Regions from separate parts of the Mus musculus genome. Here region 1 is linked to region 2. The links are chromatin contacts, called in public HiChIP or PLAC-seq maps. All regions are on one chromosome and are shown on one strand. The core of a region is the stretch at or near the end of the contact, and the rest is flanking DNA. Distances in the headings are between cores, read along the strand shown. Region 1 has its middle 51 kb from the start of Gm33337. Region 2 has its middle 44 kb from the start of Ifngas1.

Region 1 (5,567 bases), core at 369-2,868, 66 kb before region 2:
AGATAGACAGGAAGGGAATTCCATTCTCAACATCATCTTTTTCTCTTGCCAATGTTGCGTGGCAGTGACGGCACCTCACAGTTCTAGACTGTGGAAAGGAACCTACAGTCATCGCAAAGCTTAGACAAAGAGGCAGAACAGCCTCCGAAGACAAGATGCACAAATCTCATGAGGCTCGAGAGAAAGTTCAGTGAGAAACAACTAAACTGACATTCTTGTACCAAACAGACTTGCGGGAACACTTCGCTGATCGGCTCAAGTTCTGTAATAAGGATTGTTAAGCAACTAGAGAAGAAACCGCACAATCACCTATGGTGATTCAGATTTTGATTGTGATCACGGGACTCTTGTTCGGATGGATCGTCTTCTCGTAGATATGTCAGTTTCCTTCACCACAGTCTGTCTCTACACTTCATTTTCCTTTCTATGTTTTCCTGGTATCTATCTGAAGTTCTCGAGCTGTGGTCCTTTGTCCCCAAAGACAAGCAGCTAGCTATAAGTACTGTCCATGCCAGGGCACAGGTTGGACCTTCCCTAGGTGGCTGCCTCAGCATGTCCTGTTCCTCAGAGACCTCTCTTTGCTATTTTGGTATCTACACAGTATCCCCCTCCCCTCCCCTCCCCCTCCCCTCCCCCTCCCCTCCCCCTCCCCTCCCCCTCACCTCCCCCTCCCCTCCTCCTCCCCCTCCCCCTCCCCTCCTCCTCCCCCTCCCCCTCCTCCCTCTCCCTCCCTCTCCCTCCCTCCCTTGTTCCATCCTTCTTTCATTTATTTATTTTTCCTTCCAATACTGGATTCAGCCGACAGTAGTAACAGGGACTCTCCCACTGCAGAATGGTATCTCTAGCCTTGCTCATTTTAATGCCCCTTTCCAAACAGCTATGTCTTCCCAGTTTGGTTGCAATGGGTTTCTCAGCAAAACAAAACAAAACAAAACAAAACAAAACAAAACAAAACACCCTACCTCACCACCTAGCACCTTTGGTTTTGAAGTGGCTTATTTACAGTTACAACCTATATGGCAGGCAGTCTTTTTCTTGGTGCTTATGTGTGGATGTTTATATATGACTGTCTCAAAAAAGGGATTAGCAAAAAAGCTAAGGTAGATTTGGGATCTAGCCTAATGCTAATGTGTCCATTCGTGCTTTTGAATACATGTGGCTCATCTTAGGCCATGATCCATTCTCCCCGGGCTCCCTATCCTTGCCACTAAGAGGGAAGCACAGATAGCTTGGTTGACAATGCTGTCCCTGAGAATTCGTTCCTAACAGGTGTTAGTTAGGCAAGCTAAGAGGATGGCATTGCAAAAGGTGCTTAATGAGTGAAATGCACCGTGGGGATGTTACCAGCAATGAGCAGCAACCAGTCCGCTTGAGTTGACACTTAGCACAGTTTCCTGAATTTTAATGGTCATTTGTAAAGACCACTTACAATGGAAGTTTAATTTTAATGATGACTCCAGTGTCTCAGCAGTAGGCAAGAAAAGCTCTTTATCCAAACCCTAAGGAGGTGGTATAGGCAGTTGGGGAAACACAGCAGGTGGGTTTGTTAGGCTTGGCTCTGTGGTCAGGACTCTGGTTAGAGGCTTAGCTCCAGACCACACTGCTTCTGGGGATATGCGGTGCTTCTAACTTTTGTAAACTTCCGTTTCCTCCTATAAGAAGAGAACAAGTGTGCTACACACACTCCACTATATGAAAGGATTCGTGCAGAGGACTAAGCCCAGTGGAGGTCACTGTATAAAAGATGGAGTGGTACTTAGTACTTCTGTGGGGGGGAAGAGGCTTTGACTTCATTACTATCCTATGTTGGAGAAATTCTTTATGACATGACTTGCTTTTAATTTAATTTTATTTGTAATTCACTTTTTACACTCCCTATTCCATTCCCCGCTCCTCCCATCCACTCTCCGTCTACTCCACATCTCACACCTCCCCCCACCCCACCCCGTCTCCACGTGGATGCCCTCACCCCCCACCCCACCTGACCTCTAAACTCCCTGGGGCCTCCAGTCTCTCGAGGATTAGGTGCACCATCTCTGTATGAACACAGACCCAGCAATCCTCTACTGTATGTGTGTTGGGGGCCTCATATCAGCTGCTGTATGCTGCCTGTTTGGTGGTCCAGTGTTTGAGAGCTCTAGGGGGTCCAGATTAATTGAGACTGCTGGTCCTCCTACAGGGTTGCCCTCCTCCTCAGCTTCTTTCAGCCTTCCCTAATTCAACAAGAGGGGTCCATTGTTTGGGTGTAAATAACTCCACCTGACTCTTTCAGCTGCTTGTTGGGTCTTTCAGAGGGCAGTCATGATAGATTCCTTTCTGTGAGCACTCCATAAGCCTCAGTAATAGTGTCAGGCCTTGGGACCTCCCCTTGAGCTGGATCCCACTTTGGGCTTGTCGCTGGACCTTCTTTTTCTCAGGCTCCTCTCCATTTTCATCCCTGTAATTCTTTCAGACAGAAACAGTTATGGGTCAAAGGTGTGACTGTGGGATGGCAACTTCACTGATGTCCTGTCTTCCTGCTGAAGGTGGGCTCTATAAGTTCCCTCTCCCTACTGTCGGGTGTTTCATCAAAGGTCCCTCTCTATGAGTCCTGGCCACTGTGCTGTTACAGAACTGTCCAGACATTGGATGCTTCTTTTCTGACCTTCCTATGCGACTAGAATGATCATGTGGCTAAGGTTTAGCTGATCCAAGCCCAGACATAGGATTGGAGTCAGGAGTTACAGCAACAAAGGAGCTGGGATGAGCAATGCATCCCAGTGGTAACAGTAGCAGGGACAGCCAGTGTGTTCTGTGAGACAGGAACGCTTAGACAACGCTGTGGAGGCTTCCAGAGTTGTCTCTGGCAGGATCACAGCAAGCTGTGGTGAGCAGGGAACAGTGTGAGCAGCAGGTCAGCCCTGGGCGGGATTTATAGCAGGGCATGCTGTTGCTGCCTCCTGCCTCCCCTCCCTTGCTCCTGTCTGTTCCAAAAGTTGGGGTCCCCATCCTTTCCCGTGATTCTGTGTGCTAATCAGTGTCAACTAATTCATTCTATTGTAAGTCAGGAAGAATAGGTTTCTAATACATAGCTTTCAGACCCCTGAGTTGTGAAATCAATTTTTAAGCTATGTACTTCTAGTGAGTACGTCTAGAAAAAGGTCTCTGGGCAGACTGTTCTTAAATGTGAGTTCACAAACATCATGACGACTGCAAGCATGCTTGCCACGCTCGTTCTGGATTCTCAGTGCCTAGGAAAAATATCTGGGTATTGTTAGGAGAAGGGGAATCATGAGTACAGACCTAGGAATGACATATGATCTCCTCTATAAGCGTTATAAAGAACACTACGATCAATCAGAAGCTGCAGAAGACACACAAGGGACATACCTGCTGATAATTTATTATCCACAAGGGATGACGACTGCATGGGATGGGAATTTGGGCACTTATTAATATCAGCAGTGTAAAATTAGGAAAACGAAGATGGCGGTCTCTTATGACAACTGGCCAAGGCAGGATGGAACATTTGTAAAAATCTTGGCACTGTGGGTGCCTCAACTGTTCATGAAACAAAATTCCTAGAGGTAAAGATCACAGTAATACGTTTTAAAACCTGGTGGAGGACAGGTTTAGAAGCAAATTAAACACAGCCGAGCAGAAGCTGGATCAGGCAAAACGTATGGACTAAAGAGAGAGGGTCTAGGATATGGGAGGGGATTTACCATTGTAAACTGAAAGAGATAAGGTAGAAACATGGTAAAGGAAATGGCTCTGGACTGCCCAGCATGCACGCAAAATATCAAGACGTTTAAAGATTTATTTTTTTAATTTAAGAGTATGTGTGAGTTCATGGCACATGTATGTGCATCTCTGTGAAGGGTAGAAGAAGGCGTTGAATCCCCTGACATTACAGGTGGTTGTAAACTGCCCAAGATGGATGCTAAGATCTGAACCTTGGTCTTCTGCAAGAATAGGAAGAGTGATTAACCTGAGTTGCCTGATCATACCTTGCATGAAACTTTTTTAAAAAAGAAACAAATGCAAATCTACACAGCAAATGAGATAGACGATAGATAGATAGATAGATAGATAGATAGATAGATAGATAGATAGATAGATAGATGAAGGAGGAAGAAATAGGGATATGGAGAGGATGAGGAAAAAGAGAGAGAGGGAGGAAGGCAGGGATGGAGGGAGAGAGGGAGGGAGGAAGGGAAGGAGGGAGAGAGAGAGAAGGAGAGAGAGAGAGCTTGAGCTCCAGAAGGAACAACAGTTAAACCAATAGTTGCTTCTCCATAAGCACAGTGGAGACTTGAAGGTTAAGTGGCTTCACTGTCAGGAAGAGAACATGGACAACACATCTAGATCAGCATCCTTGACAGCGATCCCTTGGGATTGCACTGTCTAATGAAGCCTTAGCCTCCTTAATCTGCTTGAGTGTATTTTTGCATAATGACAAAATTAGAGAACCGGGCCATTCTCAGAATGCATTCTGGCTGTTTAGCACATGTTACTATAAATGCCAACTTAGAAGTTTTTAAACCATTTCCCCAGTTGTTTGAGAGTTTCATACATGGCTACAATGTGGTTTTGGTCGAATCTGTTGCTCATTTCCTTTCCATCTAGTTCTTCCCCCATCCTCCTCACCATTTCCCTCCCAATGTCATGTTTTACTGAACCCACTCTGTGCCACCACTTCTCATGGGTGTAGAACAACCTGAACGTGGATGGCCCCTCAGAGGCGGCACCCTAGAAGAAAATTTGCTCTCCGTCAAGGAATCATTGATTGCCACTGGCTCTTCAGTTGGGGGTGGAAACGTGTGAGCTTCTCTTTGACACATGCTTGGGTTTTGCCTGGTTGGAATAAGTCTTTTGTGTGTGGTCACAGCTGCTATGAGTTCATCTGTTTAATGGCCCAGAGAATGCCGAATCGCTGCAGGTGTCTACTACCTCTGGTTCTTCCAATCTTTCTGCACCTTCTTTTTTCATGATGACCCGCTTGTCTTGGAGGGAAGGCAGTACGGTACAGGTGTCCTGTGTAGCACCAAGGAACTCTTTGTCTCTTATTCTTTGCACAGTTGACCAGTTGTGAGGCTTTGTGTAAGTTTCCACCTACTGAAAAAGTTTCTCTGACGATGGTTGGGAGATGATGGGCATCTCTTCATATAAAGATAAGAACTGAGGAGGGAGTTGGGTACTGTAACCATTTAGCAGAGTCATCTATTGGGTTCTTTTCTGGCTACTAGGACCTAGCCAGCCATGATGTTTGGGTTAGATGATGATATTAGGAATGAAGTCCCTCTTATAGAGCTGAAAGGAGTTGGTTACTCTCCATAATGCTCATGCCATTAGAACACCAGTAAGCATTTCTCTCCAGGCCACTCATTGTTCTAGATCACAGGGTTAACAGTTGGGTAAAACCTGATTTCTTCCATGGTAACATACAAAGATACATCCCACAATATGACAGCTAGCCAGCATGAATGAAGCTTCCAGGTAAGTACAGACTGATATGGTTTCTCTGTGTCTTAAGACTCAAGTATGTGGTATCTTCTGCTGTAGGTTCTTATCGTCAAGTTCAGATG
Region 2 (5,545 bases), core at 2,350-4,849:
TCTTTGTTCTGATATTTTAAGACGTGAGAATATAGTTGATAGTTTTGGACATAGCCTCAATATCAGAGAAGAGAACTCATTTCAATTAAATGGGTTTTTGAAATGAGAGGATTCTTTATGTTCAATCTGAGTGCCTTGTTGACCCTGGAATTCTCTTTCCTCCATTTAAAGGAGCTCTGGCACCAAGAACTCAAGAGTTTGCCCTGGCAGTGCTATGCACTCTTTCACAGCCTAGAAAACAGGAGGACGTGTTGACAGGATGCCCTGCCCGCCTCAGAGGTGTCTTTCTCCCGCTGTGAAAAGATTGTGCTGGGCTCTGTCTCACTACTGTGAAAGATAAGGACATCTGGGCCACGTGTGTCACTGATGGCCACACCCCATTAACTTCCCCCAAAACTTATACTGATCCAATGGATAGAAATGAACTTAAAAACAACCAGAAAAAGAATTCACAGACTTAGTGTTTTATCATTAGATTAAAATAATAATAGTAATAATAAAGCAAGAAGAATTATCTCTAGGGACGTGAGTGGCCTCATGGAATAATTAAAATTATAATTAAATAAAAGTGAGACATCCCGGGACTGCTTAGCTCTATAGCTCCCTGAAGATGATTAAACTGATGGGTAAAGGGCAGAAATTGCTTTCCACGTTCCCAGTGTTGGAGAATCCTCCAGACTTCCAGAGTCAGAGAAAGAATAAAGGAAAAAAGCCGTCCATGCCCCATATGATAACATTCTGCCAACAGTGGACACTCACTATATGTGGAAATGGTCCCCATTAGGCTGCAGTGGAACAAAAACAAAAAACAAAACAAAACAAAAAAAAAAAACATTCTAAGGTAGCCATCCCGGCATCACAGTAAAACATGCCACTCAACTGTTTGTGATGATACCAGTATAAATACATATATATACATACTGTCAGTTGTATGACATGCAACACACAAGATGATGCATATACTGTATCACATTGTACATATTATATGATATGATAGTAACTGACTGTTACTTGTGCGTGCACTTAATATTTTTTAACACTTTCAGAGTTTACTCCTACCTATTTTTCATAAGGCAGAGGCGTATACAGACTGTGAAACAACGCTGCTGAATTACATCCATGAAGCATCCCGTGTCCGTTTTTTAAGCCAGTCTTAAGGGTCTCAAGAGGCCACATTGATTGACCTACAGCTCTCCCCAGGTTTCTCTGTGCACGACAATGACAAGATTGCCCAGCAATAGATTTCGAAAGAAAGAAAGAAAGAAAGAAAGAAAGAAAGAAAGAAAGAAAGAAAGAAAGAAAGAAAGAAGGAAGGAAGGAAGGAAGGAAGGAAGGAAGGAAGGAAGGAAGGAGAGAGAGAGAGAGAGAGAGAGAGAGAGAGAGAGAGAGAGAGACTGACTCAGTGAATTTAGACTCGGGAACTCATTTCTAGGTGTTTCTATGGGAATACTCCCAGGAAAATTTAAGTGAGCAGGGAATGCCCACCTTAAATGTGTGGACCCAGGACTGAATCAAAAGGCGAAGGAGGAAGCCAGGTGGACACAGCGTTCGGCTTTCTCTGCTCCTGACTAAGGATGCAAGCAATATGGCGGCTGCCTCACTCTCCTGCTGTGGCTTCCCACAACGAATGGGCGATACCCTGAAACCATGAGCAAAAGCAAATGCGTCCTTCCTCTAGTCACTTTTGCCAGGAATGTTGTCCCCGCATTGATACAATGATAAATGGCTACAAGAGCCAGGCAGGCTCGGCGGACATTACTCCCTCCCCAGTCCAGCCTATGCCACCGCAGTCAGCTATGCGGAGAAGGAAATTGACCTTCTACACTTCGTCTTCAACCTCCTTGTCACCAGAATCAACATGTCAAAAACAACACAAGTTACAGGGTTGTCAGGATACCGCGGGGCCAGTGCATTTGCTACGTTAGATGTTTCATCAGTAACATATCCAATGCAAGCGGAGTATCCCGGGACCTGCTGAAGAAAGTGAGGACTTTCCATGTCCTGAGCTCAGGGGGAATGGCAGCATGTCTGCGTGGAGCTGGGAACTGAAGTTGGAAAATCGTCCCTACACACTCAGCGTGGGCTTTGGGGGTGGCCGGGGCTGGAGGACGCCTTGAGCACCTTCCCTTCTCTTCTGTGGAGCAGAGCTGCCAGGAAGCCAGGAAATCTGGAGAGTCAGAAAGTGGCTACCTTTCCACAGATCAGTTTACCCATTCCCAACCAGGAAGTGACAGCTCAAGTTACACCCCTTTCAACAGATCATCCAATGGAGCCAGAGAAATGGCTAACCTGTTCAGGCGCTTGCTGCCCCCTGGGATTCTCAGCTCACAGCAGCCAGGTGACTCACAACCATCTGTAACCCCAGCTGCAGGAGATCCAGCCGCTCCAGCCTCTAAAGGCACCTGCACTCACATACGCAAATACAGATCCACATACGCACATGCACACATTGAAATAATTTTTTAAAAAATCAATATTTTAAAAATCACCTATTGTTTAACAATCAGTACTATTACATTGAGTAGGATGGGTAATTGTCACAACTGTAGATAAAAAAAATGCTGCTCTTGAGGGTTCAAAGGCTCAGAACTTACACAAGCATGGGAGGGAATTCAAATCTGCAGGCTCAAACCCAGTGGCTCCCAGTCTTCCTAATGCTGCGACCCTTTAATACAGTTCCTCATGTTGTGGTGACCCCCAGCCGTAAAATCACTTTTGTTGCTATTTCATAACTGTAATCTTTGCTACTGTTATGTAGCATAGTGTAAGCATCCGTGTGTCCCCATAGTCTTATGTGATCCCTGTGAATACGTCCTTCGACCTTCAAAGGGGTTGAGCCTCACAAGCTAAGAACCACTGCTCTAAATAAAGCCCTCTGACGATTCCTCAAAAATGTTAAAGACTGGAGTTCTTTGACACTCAGCAATTCCACAACTGCATACACATCCAAGAAGCCTGAAAACATGTCTACAGAAAACGTGTTCACTAATGTTGCACCATTATATCCTCCAAACTGAAACACTCCTTCCTTTAGAGGAAAGAAAAGCTGGCCAGACTCAAGTAGGTCAAAAAGGATGGGATGAGGAGGGCAGGGTGGAGTTTTGAACACATACACAGGAAGGAAACCCCAAAGATGCAGCTTTTCAGGGTCAGAACGTCTCGTGGTGCAGTGAGCTCCCAGTGGAACCTTTGCCTGTGTCTTCCATGTTCCTGTCGGTGTCCCCAATAAGCTTGTCATTTTTCTAAGTGAGATTCGGACGGGACAATTTCTTTAGCTGTCATCATGGGTGAATAGACATTTGTTGACATCCCCCCCCTCCAGGAAATAGAAAATATTCACAGAAGCATTATTTTAATAGTCTCCGAGTAGATCCAACCCAAATGTCCATCAACTGAAACGTGAACAAACAAAATACAGTCTATCGATACAACTGGGGGTTGGGGGGGGGGGTGGGCAGGGGATTTACTCGGTCATAAGTCAGAATGAGTCTTGAAAATGCTATGCTAAGTTAAAGGATCCAGACACAAGGTCAGGTAATGTAGGAGCCTTTTGTATCGGCTCTCTGTAACAGGCAAAAGACAAAAATAAATGAAACAGAAAGTAGATTTGCGGTTGCCAGAGGCTGAGAAAGGAAGGAAATGGTCACTGGCCCCACATGTATGTGGGGTTTCTTTCTGAGATTATAACAATATTCTTGGATAGTGGTTTTGGCACACAAGTTTGCGAAAATATTAAAAATAACTAATATGCAGATTCAAAATGTAAATTTATGGGGCATAGGTCATGTTTCAGTAAAAAAAAAACAAAAAACTGGGAAAAAAATCAGTACCCACTTCAACAAATTATATCAGGTCAGCTTGAGCTTCAGTTTTACAACGCTTCCTTTAGCTCCCTGGGCATTGGGCTATGCTCTTCTCATCTGGAGAGAGATTAGAATAACACTCGCCACCCACATCTGTGACAAGGCCTGAGTGTATTTTTGAAATGTCTGTTTTCAAGCAAGAGGTGATATAGAGATACAAGGTATGATGATGACGATAACAATGACAATGATGATGTTGATGATAAAGGTAACACTGTGTACCACAAGGCTTTACTCAAGTACAGATGTGGCAGTTGAATCTCAGGCACGTGCCCAGGTATTCATTGCTCACTCTCCCGGAGTGGCTCATTTACTCCATCATTCTCTGTGTTCATCATCCTCAGAAGCAAAGCCTGAAAAAGACTCAAACACATGCACTCAGGCACATAGACACACATAGGAACATGCATGCACAAATACATGCACAAATACTTGCACACACACACAAGCACAACTTATAGTAATTTACTACATTATATAGTTGTCTAGGGAAAATAGGTGCATTTGTGTGCACACTTGGACATGCGTGCATGTGTGTCTACATATGTGAATATATGTATGTATGTATGTATGTATATGTATGTATGTATGTATAGTGGGGTAGTGAGTGTTCCTGTTTTACTGGAGAAAAACCTTCAACTTTCTACCTACTTTTCCATGTGTAAACTCAGTATAACCTCCCTGAGATCTCACTATAAAAATTAATAACCCAAGTTAGGACACAATTCGCTCCTACACAAGGACGTTCCTAAAGAGCAGATGGAAGCCAGCATCTCCCCGGGGGCCTATCACTGAGGTAATGAGCAGAGTGAGAGCAGTGGAGTGAGCATCCCACCTCACAGGCAGTACCTGCCCCTGTGGGGGCCACGCTTCAGGAAACAGGGGGGATAAAGACAGCTCACACAGCCCCCACACCAAGTCATACAGTGTGTGTGTGTGTGTGTGTGTGTAGGGGTGGTATGTGTGTGTGCACAGGGTGGGTGTCTATATGTATGTGTGTGTATGTGTGCCCTCCTCTGTGTGTGTGTGTGTGTGTGTGTGTGTATGTGTGTGTGTGTGTGTGTGTGTGTGTGTGTGCCTGCCACCACTGCCAGCTCCCAAGTCGTCCTTGAAGAGGAGTTTCTACTGTTGCACCGTCACCTGCTTTATTACAGTTTTGAGAGAAAGCTGACCGGGAGTGACGAAAGCAAGCTCTCTGTTGAAATCTCCTTCATCCCGCTGGCTCCCTCTTGTTCTCTTCTTTTGAGAGAGCCTCTCATTCTGTAGTCCAGGATAGCCTAGAACTCACAAAGTATAGCCTGTGCTAACCTTGAACTCACAGTAATCCTCCTGTCTCAGACTTCAGAGTATTGGGATTATATGGGCACAGCAATACGCTCAGCTGGCGCACACACACACACACACACACACACACACACACACACACACACACACACCGGCACGCACACGCAAGCAAATGAAATTAAAAAGTAATAACGTAGATTCACAATGGATGCTTGCTTTTTTTCAATTACACAAACCCTCAACTCTATATGACAATGAACTCATTGGAAGAAAATCCATTCGATGAATTTTAAATTTGTTTATATTACTTCTTCAGGTTTCAATGACTATCTCTGTTTTTCTTTTTTTGTTTTCTTTTAATTTTTTTTGAATTTTTTTCCCATTTTTTATTAGGTATT

The links. HiChIP or PLAC-seq counts read pairs in DNA pulled down with a chosen protein or histone mark.
Region 1: a contact with region 2 is called in a RAD21 HiChIP or PLAC-seq map of pro-B cells, with 2.3 times the contacts expected there. The contact joins two enhancer-like sites. A contact is called at or near these places in 1 of 15 datasets of contacts at CTCF or cohesin (pro-B cells) and 5 of 484 Hi-C or Micro-C datasets (CD8 T cells, LSK cells, embryonic stem cells and 2 more).

What each region holds. Positions count from the first base shown.
Region 1 is chr10:118,662,227-118,667,793 of GRCm38.p6, reverse strand. No RefSeq gene overlaps it. Among named protein-coding and RNA genes, the nearest start is that of Gm33337, 51 kb to the left of the region's middle. Within about 2 kb of position 1,618, at least 12 of the 459 cell types and tissues checked have an H3K27ac peak or open chromatin away from gene starts, as enhancers often do. A contact at or near this core is called in pro-B cells, where this site is marked.
Region 2 is chr10:118,597,890-118,603,434 of GRCm38.p6, reverse strand. No RefSeq gene overlaps it. Among named protein-coding and RNA genes, the nearest start is that of Ifngas1, 44 kb to the right of the region's middle. Within about 2 kb of position 3,599, at least 46 of the 459 cell types and tissues checked have an H3K27ac peak or open chromatin away from gene starts, as enhancers often do. A contact at or near this core is called in pro-B cells, where this site is marked.